Regions from separate parts of the Mus musculus genome. Here region 2 is linked to region 1. Evidence: chromatin contacts called from public HiChIP or PLAC-seq data. All regions are on one chromosome and are shown on one strand. Each heading gives the region's core, a stretch centred on a gene start, on an enhancer-like site or on the middle of the called end of the contact. The rest is flanking DNA. Distances are from core to core; before and after follow the strand shown.

Region 1 (4,892 bases), core at 1,252-3,751:
CGTCCATCGTGCCCAGCGTGAGGACTGACCAGAAGCACTGCTGAGCAAGGGGCTTGGCCCCACAGTGCAGCGCAGCGCAGCAGCGTTAAGTGTTGTTTTGGCCTGAGTCCTTTCCAGACATGAGAACCCAGATAGGAAGGGAGAAGAGCAGGGCTCCACCTCCTGTCCCTGGCTCTCCCACTTTGCTCTCAGCATCTTCTCATGACTTCAGCACTGAATGTTCGGCTGGCCCGGTGCACTCTCCCTGGCCTGCTCTGGGAGGCCATTCCCTTGCTGGGAGTCTGCCTGAACCCTAAGCTGTGTGAGGTGCACTAGGATCTACTCCTTTGTTTCCAGGGCCACCCTGGAAAGATGCTTCCTCTCACACTGGCTTCACTCTCACGGTCCTGCTTGGAAATGGATTGGGCAGCCCCTCACTCCCTTGTGGTGTGAGCCAGCCCCCTCACTCCCTTGTGGTGTGAGCCAGCCCCCTCACTCCCTTGTGGTGTGAGTGAGCCCCACTGCTCTGCCCAGCTGCACTCCCCAGGACGTGCCCTGTTCTCCTTACAGGCAGATGGAGAGGTTTGGGCTTTGAGATTGATGCCCACCACTCCCCTGCCCCCACTTCCCCACCCCCTCCCACCCCCTACCTCAGGAGGAGCCCCATGAGTGAGAACTTTTCTATGTGCAAGGAGATAGCTTTCAGCAGGTTCTTAAAGGGACGGAGACCCCAGAACCGTGGTGATGGTGGAAGTGGGTGTTTGCCTTTGTGCATCCTGACTGTCCTCACTCCCTGGTGCTTTTCTTCCCCTCCCTGCCCCACCCCCACGCCACCCCCACCCCCACAGTGTTCTTGTGGAGCTGCCTGGAAAATAGTGTCTCTGCTTCTGCAGGAAGAGCCTTAAGGGGGCAGCCTATGCCATGAGAACTGCTCACTGACAGAGACTGCACCCGGGGAGCTGCAGAAGCTGCTCTAGGGTGTGAGACCCTGTACAGTATTGTTCCCTGTTACTACAGTGCGCTGTTCTGCAGAGCACGAGGGAATGGGGGTGATCTACCCCGTGGAGACCTCCCTCACTCGGTTTGCTCAATTAGTGGGATCCAATGACGTGGAGAAGTCCGTCTTTATCAGCTCTGCTTTGATCTGAACTGGCCCTAAAAGGCTACAAAACTAACAGATAGGAATTCCCTTTGCCAATAAATTAAAACTGTTCCCCACAGATGAAACCCTGGGGTACAGAAACCCATGGATTATCAGGAAATGTCATTGAATCCATTACAGGTCAGGGATCACTGAAAAATGTCACTGCTTTTCGGCTGCGTGTCCCGCTTCCCCAGCTGGCCCCGTGCTAAGAGCAGGCCGTATGGGACTCCAGCTGTTGCTAGCAACTAATTAAACCACCAGTCCAGTAAATATTGCTCAGCAAAACAACAGACCAACCTGCCACGGCCTGGCCTCATCAGCCCCAGCAAAGTGTATTCTCAGGCCTGTGACATGGCTTGTCTCCCACCAAGCCACCTTGCAGCGGCTATCCTGGTGGCCAGGCCTTCTAGAGGCGCCCCCTTTCCTGCAGAGTCATCAGTCAGTTCAGTGGACCCAAGGACTGTCGCACATGGAGGACAGAAGCCAGCAGGTCAGTGTAGGGATGGTTGCTTTGCCTGCTACTGTTTGGGAGAGGCCTAGACAAAGGAGGATGCTGACCGCTAAGCAGACTCCCATCTTCTAAGTTTATCCTAGTAGGAGAGCCAAGTCAGGTCACTGCCCTGAGTCACGTTTATCACTTAGGTGCCACCGGCAGCAATGTGTTCCTCTTTAAATAAAATAAATTTAACAACCTGCCCTGACTCTTCTGCTTCTCAAGTGTGCTGAGACACGGACTGAAGGTCCCTGGTTGGTGGACTTCTGTGTCTGAGGTCCCGGTGTGGAGGGGAGGCCACAAAGTTCCGTCGACACCTGGCACTGACAATGTTTAGTGAGTGAGCCAGGAGCTTGAAGGAAGGGGATCCGGATGAGGCTGGGCTGTGAGTGACACAGGGGAGCAGTCACTGTCCCCACACGGGCACGCAAGGTAGAACCCGGCCTCTGGTGAGTCCAGCTTCTGAAGACCCTTCTTACTTGGGGATTAGGAAGCCAAGTGCAGGGGTCTTGATGCCCGGCCCGTGCTGAGGGACGGCCTTCGGTTAGCCCGGCTCAGGTTTAAAAATGCAGAAACGTGAGGAGGCAGACTGACTCCTCCACGGGGACAGTATGAACCTGGTGTGATGGGAACCAGATATCCCTAGCAGCTTCCTGAAACCCTCTGGGCTTTCCACTAAGCCCTGGACACATGTACCAGGAGGCCCACGGCCAGGCGGCCCACAGGCTTCCTGTGGGGAATGGGAGAATTTCAGCAGGCCCAGAGTTGTCTCTGCTGGTCCTTCCCATCTTTGAAGCAGCTGAGAAGCCTGACCAGGAGGGAGAGGAATCTGGGGTGGGGAGGGATGGACCACCATGAGCACTGTAGGGAGATGGTTTTAGGTAACACATTCCTTCAGCTTTAGTCAGGCCCTTGTAGTGAAGGTCACCATAGAAACCAAACAAAGTCCCTAGGCCAAGGATGGGAGCTTTCCAATAACCAAGCTGTCAGCCATTCCCCCGCCCAGCCCTGCAGCCCGCCAGACTGACTCTGAGGACCCAGGGCCCACAAGTGACACGGGAGTAAATGTGTTTTCTTCCTACCTCCACAGTGGGCAGGGCCATCTACCCACCCCTTATCTGACACAATAGACATTCCTGAGAGCCCCTGCTGGCCCAGCCCCTAGTCCTAGGAGACTGGGGAAGTCCTGAGGGAGCCATGTGTCAAAGCCACAGAGGAACTTGCCAGTGGAGGAACAATATGGCCCTCTCCACAAGCCACTGCTCGCCCCAGATAAACAAACGAACTGCTGCATCCATCGGCCCCAGGAAACCAGGGCTGTTTTGGAAAATGTTTGAGGTGATCTAACTAGGTATTAGCTGGAGCCAGACTGTAGCTAGATCCAGTCAAGGCTGAAACTGAGCCTCCAGGGCATTTCTCCGAGCCACCTACCCACCCCACCCCCACCTCAACACACCTACTTATCAGGTTGCATGTGACATATTTCTGGAGGGGTAGTCCACCAAGCAGAAGGGATCAGAGTCCTGGGACTTGTGCTAACATTTCTGCCTTAAACCCAGTGTGTTTATTGGATTGTTCTTATTAAGGGCTTGTAGCACATCAAAAGGATGCTTAAAATACCAACACTTGAAGAGGGGGTGGGGATCAGAGGTATTAACACTAACATAGTTTATCACTCTGCTGGGTTCACTAAACACGCTTGGCTGCCACAGTGCGCGGGGACAGCAGCCAGGACTCTCTGGCCATGTGGCCGAGGAACTGCTAAGCCAGGCATAATCACGGGCACCGGGCACCGTCAGATCCTTCTCAAAGGTCAGCTACTCCTTGGCTGAGCGGCGGTTGGCGGTCAGCGTTTCTCCTCCTTGGCTCTCCCGTGAGCACCTCCGTGGTGACTGTAGTGACTTAGGACCGGGGCAGAGCCCTGTGCGTGCATTAACTGCTCTGCCCCGCAAGCGCCTGCCTCTTCAGTGGGAAGCCATTAGGGTTAGCAAGCTGGCTGGAAACCAAAGATGCAGAGACTGAGGCTCTATCTACCAGGCCAGAACCTCCCCTTTGTCCTAACTGAGAGCTTCTCAGCCTACCTGAAATGGCAAGGCCTTTTGTAGTGTGAGTCCTGTTCAAGTCTGAGAGGTTATTAGGGAGGTTGTTAAGTGACCTGTGGTAGGAGGATGTTGGGAGGCTGGTGGGGTGGGGTCAGCTGACAGTCGGTGCTGCACACAGATGGAATAGTTTGTTCAGGGCACCATGAACCAGATCTGTAGGCTGGGGCTCCTCGCCGGGTGGAGCATGCGGGGCCTTTGAAGGCCGTGAGTTACTGCTCCAGGAAGCTGGGACTTTTGGGCTGTTGCTTTTTAAAGCTTCAAAGTCGGATTGAGTTAAATTTATTAAGAGATGGAGGGATCATTATGAGCCTTCGACATTAGGGAACAGGGGCCACAGTAATCCTCCACACCACGGGGGAAAATCATTAGCTTTAAGGTTAAGAACTGCTAAAAAAGGATCCCTCGAGTGTTAGAGATTAGTCTGAGGGAAAGTCATAAAACTAGGGACGGCCCCTCCCTTCTCAGGGAGGCCATGCCTGTGAGAGTCCCTATAAAAATCACACCCTCCAGGAGCAGGTGCCTGAGTTACCCGCCCCTCCCCCTCCTGGCTTTCCCAGAGCAGTGGGATGTGGAGGATCTAGGGAGCCCTGCATCACTTAGCATGGCCCTGGCATCCAAGATGAGGCTGGGCCTCCTTGCAGAAGCCTGGTGGTAATCACCGGCTGCACGGGCACCTAGGGGACTGGCTGGTGCTGTGGGTGTCCCCGAGGGAGGACAGCTCCTCTCTGTGTCTGTCCGTGCACATCCTGTTACTCTGTCATGAAGCGGGGACCCCTGTTGCTGCTCCAGATTTTATCCCTGCTTTTCAGCTTCCTCCACCCCACCCCCGGCTACCCTCCTGATCCCTCTGGCATCCAAGTTCACTGGTCCCCAGAGACACCTCTGTTCTTGGAGCTTTCCCACTTCAGACCTAAACCTCTGCCCTGGAGACTGGATGCTGACCTTTGCCCCTTGTATTATTGAAGTCTGAAGGTCTCTCTGTGGCAGAGGCTGCATCCTCTACTCTGCTTGCTGCCCTAGTGTGGGGGAGGGGGGTGGAGGATGGGTGTGAAACTGGACACTTGTACACCCCAGGAGACACTCAGATTGGCAGGAAGGGACTCCTGGGGCAGAAGGAAGAGAAGGGGAGGAAACCTGGAGGATTTGGGCATCTCATGGTCCTGGTCCTGCTTAA
Region 2 (4,892 bases), core at 1,082-3,581, 210 kb after region 1:
TGAAATCATGAACGTTCAGAGTTCAAATCCCGGCACCCACACAAGAAGTCTGACTTCACTGTATCAACTTGTAACCTAGTTGGGGTTTGCTGGTGTGCAGCAGGTAGTGGGTAGTGAGCCCTAGCAAGTTGTGCACCTCAGGAAGAGGGAGAGACTGCCACAGAGGAACAGGCAGAGAATAAAACAGCACACAATGTGCCTTCTTCTGGCTTCAAGATCAACACTGCCAGACGAACTATGCCTCCAACCTTCCCCCCCACTTTTTTCCAAACATGGTCTCAGGTAGCCCGTGCTGACCTCACCCTCACTCTGTAACAAAGGGTGGCCTCCGTTTCCCGGTCTCCCTTGTCTCTACCTTCCAAGTGTTGAGACCAAGGGCATGCCTCACCATACCCAACTTATTTTGTTATTAGTTTAGAATTTTTTATTTTAATTTGGGGGTATATGAGTATTCGAACACGTGTATAATCAAATGTGTACCTGTTTCTGAAGAGACCAGAAAGAGCATCAGACCCCCTGGCACTGGAGGGCTAGAGTTACAGACAGTTGTGAGATGCCACGAGGGTTCTGGGAACCAAACCTAGGTCCTCGCTGCCGAGTCATCTCCAGCATCCCATCCCCCACCACTTCCCAGCTTGGGTTTTGGTTTTGGTTTGAGCTAACCGTAGTATGTGAACTATTTACTGACTTTAGAAAAAGCAAATTTTTGCTGCCCGAGGTTGAGGGCAAATTAAATAAATTAAGAAGTAAAAAATCAGCCATGATAGCAGCCTGTGCTGCTGAGCATTCCTAGGGTTAAAGTAAAAGGAGATTTTGTTTCCTGCTCGGTTTAACCTGTGCAGATCTGTGTGCAAGACCTGGAATCTGAGGACCTTAAAGGTCGAGGCGTACCACAGTCTAGGCTGCAGACAGCCTTACTTTGGAGTCAGTGTGTTTTTATGCACACATGAAACACAGCAAGCAGTGATCCAAGGAAGGGTTTGAGTTCAGGAAAAAAACAACACATAAATAAACATCAGTAAGCACATACTGAATACTGACAGAGCAGCCCTATCCCAGAACTTCGTCAGGACAGACCCACGGAAGCACAGTTGCCTGGACGTACTATAGATTCTATCTGGGAAAGCATGGAAGCAAGGCAGAAGGCCGTATCAGATTCAGGGTTCGCTGACCAGGCTGGGTTCTACCGTATGATCTGACATCCATCAAGAATAAATTGAAATTTGAATGCCAATGTTTGTTGCAGGAGGCACAAAATCATGTCTGAGAACAATTCAGGGAACAAAGTGCCCTCTGCCTTTTCTCCTGGAGCCTCGCTCACAGTTCCCCACAGCACTGCTCACGATGGTAGTCCTTTGACGTGGCAACAATCCTTCCTGCAATGAGCACCTGTGACTGTTTCCTGGTAAGCCTAGACCAACGATGACGAAGCAGCCAAGAAGCTAGTGTTCTGGCCTAGTTTCATCTCTGTCATGGTCTGTTTGTCATGTCTCGTGCCTTTGGGTATGAGTGGATCCCAGGGTGATCTCCTGTGGGAAGCCACAAACGCCATTACAAGATGGCGCTGGCTACCACTGGCCACCACCCATGATTATGGGTAAACAACCAATGTGCGCACGTGCATAAGAGTTTTTTGCCTAGTCACTGCCTGGCCCGACGCATATTAATGAGGTACTGGTAGCATAACCAATCAGGTATGGACACGTCACTCCTAGGCCTATATAAGCAGCGCCATTTCTGGGGCTCGGGGTCTTTCGCCTACGCCGTCCATGCTCTCCCAATAAACGTGTTGTAGAAGGATCCTGTTGTGGCGTCTCACTTGCTGGCAAGTCAGGCGTCCCACAATCTCCTCTTTACTACTTAATTTATTGATTATTCAGTGTTAGGGATCAGAACTAGAACTCCACAGAAAGTAAATACTTTAACCTGCTCTACACTCCTCTCTCTCTCTCTCTCTCTCTCTCTCTCTCGGGAGGGTGGCAAGACAGGATTTCTCTATGTAACAGAGCCCTGATTTTTCTGGACTGACTCACTTGTAGACCAGGCTAGCCTCGAGCTCACAGAGATCTGCCTGTCTCTGCCTCCTGAGTGCTGTAACTAAAGGCATGCACTGCCACCAACGCCTCTGCCACCACCACCACCACCACCACTTAGCTTGAGTTCTCAAAGGATCCTGATGGCAGGAAAGAGAAAGAAGGGGGAGGGGCAACTGTGTCCAAAAGATCCAATTAGTTCAGGGCCACAGGAGTGACTTCTCAGTACAGTGTACAACCGTTACCGTATGTGTGAGCCAGAGGTAAGGTGGATGTCTAATGGTAGGCTGGGCCCTGACTTGGGGCTGGAGTGTCTGTTCCCATGGGTCAAAGGTTGAGCCCTTTCCTAGGAATCACGTATTTACTCTTTGACTCATCCAGCAAATATCTCATTCCTTGAAGCTACAGATATTTATTGAGCATCTACTATGTTCTAGTATAGGCACTGAGGATGTAGCAGGGACCAGACACATGAGAAGTAACACAGACGGATGAAATAGTCAGTAGATTAGACAGTGCTAAGGAGAAAAACCAAGTCTAGAGGAGGGTAGCAGACGCAAGCCTTCATCCTACGAAAAGCATCTCAGATAAGCAAATTGACACTGCAGTGAACACCCAGTTAAGGAACTGAGGATTGAGTCATGCAGGAGTCTGGGGAAATATTTGTTGAGGTCCCAAAGAATTTCTACCTCTGTGGGCAGGTGGGGGGTGGGGGGTGGGGAGAGGAGGCTGGGCCCTGGCAAAATTCCAGCCAAAGGCCACCAGAGGAAGGAACACCTAAGCTAGGTTTCCATTGCACAAGGGCACTGTTAAGTGTGTCGATCCTGTGTTAGGAACAAAAGCCGAGGGTCTTCACAAACTATGCCCAGGAAATGGGAGACGTTTTGTGTCAGGATCATTTTTCAGCTTCATGGTTTTTTTTTTCTTTTTCCAGAAGACTATTTTTATAAATTACTGATCATAGCATAATCTGAGCCCTTAGCAACCGTCTGGTGTTCATGGTTTCCAAATGTGGTGAGAAAAAGAATCCTCTGAACTGCTTGGATGAAGGATACTGACTTCAGCCTGCCCCGGTGGCACACGCCTGTCATCCTAGCTACTGAGGATGCCAGGGAGGGAGGTGGTAAGATAAAGGCTCACCTGGACAACTATGTGGAGAGACTCTTTCAGTGAATAACTATAAAATGTTTGTCAGAGTACTTGACTAGGCAAGCATGCAGACTCAGATCAAGTGAGTCTGCAGTACCAAAGTGAAAAAAGACCCTATAGACTCCACCTCAGCCTTGGTCAAAGTTCCAGCCCTTGGCGGGAGGTGGGGGGAAGGGGTGGGCTGAGGCAGGAAGATAGTGAGTTCTAAACCATCCTGAGATAGACTCTGTCTGCAAAGACTAGACCAAACTAAACAAACCTGGATTCTAGCCATCACCCCAGCCCTGTCCCCAGAGGGCTCTGGATTCTGGCTGTCACCCAGCCCTGCCCCCAGAGGGCTCTGGGGTCTGCATGTTTAGCCAGCACCCTAGGTGACTCCACTCCAGGCTGTTTGGGAGGCTCAGAGAGTGTTTACAAACAAGGGAAAGGAGGCCTGGTGAGAGGCATGTCTTGCCCAAGGGAGAACTGGTCAGTCAAGCAGGGCTGGGAGTGATACTTCAGTTTCCCAACTCCCTCTGTCTGTGACTGTTTTTATTTTCACACAACACAAAGATAGCCTGTGATATTGGAACAGATGCCAGGCCGGGCATTTGTTAAGATATGCCAGTAATAAAGGACATAACAATTACTACCTTTGAGAGCTGAGTGCCCTAGTTACAGTCTGTAAGGGAATGCTTGGTTCTGTTTATGGGGCCCAATAAAATGATGAATAATATGTGAGCTAACTGATTTGGTAAGAAAAGTTTTTTCTCACACAATTTTTATTTTTGTTTGTTTGTTTTTCAAGAAAGGGTTTCTCTGTGTAGCTCTGATTGTCCTTCCTAGAACTCGCTCTGTAGACCAGGCTACCCTCAAATTCAGAGATCTCCTGCTTCTGCCTCCTTAGCACTGTGAGCAAAGGTGTGCCTACCACCATACCACCCTTTTATTTATGATTTATTTACGTGTGTGTGTGTGTGTGTGTGTGTGTGTTATGTGTGTTATGTGTGTGTGTCCACAGAAACCAAACAAGGGCATTGGCTCCTCTGGAACTGGAATCAGACATGGTTGTGAACTGCCTCGTGAGTGCGGGGGATCTAATCTGGGTCCTCTGGAAGAACAACCAGGGCTCTTTTTGTTGTTGTTGTTTAAGAGTTTATTTTATTATTACCTTTTCATCTTCTGGGTGTGAGTGTTTTACTTACACATATGTCCGTGTACATACATCCCTGGTGCCCTCAAGTCCAGAAGAGGATGTTGGATCCCTGTTACTAAAGTTACCATGTCGGAGCTGGGGGTGGAACCTCTAGACCCTCTGGTAAAGTATCCAGGGCTCTAAACCACGGATCCACCCTTCCATCTCCATAAAAGTTGTAAATTACATTTTATTCACTGTGTGTGTATATATATCTGCATGTGTATTTGTATGTGTGTGTGTCTCTGTCTGCCTGCATGTGTGTTTATGTGGTGTGTGTGTGTGCGCGCGCGTGTGCACTTGCTAGGTTTTTATATCAACTTGACACAAACTAGGGTCATTTGGAAAGAAGACTCTAAACCGAGAAAATGCCTCTATAGGATAGACCTGTGAACACACCTGTTGTGATTTTCTTGATTGATGGTTGATATGGGAGGGCCCACTGTGGGTGAGGTCACCTCTGGACTGATGGTCCTAGGTGCTATAAGAAAGCAGGCTGAGCAAGCCATGAAGAGCAAGCCAGTAGGCAGGACTCC

Evidence for each region. HiChIP or PLAC-seq counts read pairs in DNA pulled down with a chosen protein or histone mark.
Region 2: a contact with region 1 is called in a FOXA1 HiChIP or PLAC-seq map of pancreatic cancer cells. The contact joins two enhancer-like sites. A contact is called at or near these places in 1 of 15 datasets of contacts at CTCF or cohesin (the NIH/3T3 cell line), 20 of 484 Hi-C or Micro-C datasets (the N1E-115 cell line, bone marrow-derived macrophages, cerebral cortex and 9 more), 32 of 115 datasets of contacts at active chromatin or transcription factors (CD8 T cells, T-cell acute lymphoblastic leukemia, acute myeloid leukemia and 22 more) and 2 of 9 other capture datasets (embryonic stem cells and embryonic tail).

The regions. Positions count from the first base shown.
Region 1 is chr17:87,348,355-87,353,246 of GRCm38.p6, forward strand. All of the region lies in intron 15 of Ttc7 (tetratricopeptide repeat domain 7), which reads left to right. Among named protein-coding and RNA genes, the nearest start is that of Gm52284, 44 kb to the left of the region's middle. Within about 2 kb of position 2,502, at least 158 of the 459 cell types and tissues checked have an H3K27ac peak or open chromatin away from gene starts, as enhancers often do. A contact at or near this core is called in pancreatic cancer cells and trophoblast stem cells, where this site is marked.
Region 2 is chr17:87,560,515-87,565,406 of GRCm38.p6, forward strand. The region is part of intron 1 of Gm46587 (a long non-coding RNA gene); the gene reads right to left. Among named protein-coding and RNA genes, the nearest start is that of Gm46587, 7.8 kb to the right of the region's middle. Within about 2 kb of position 2,332, at least 31 of the 459 cell types and tissues checked have an H3K27ac peak or open chromatin away from gene starts, as enhancers often do. A contact at or near this core is called in pancreatic cancer cells and trophoblast stem cells, where this site is marked.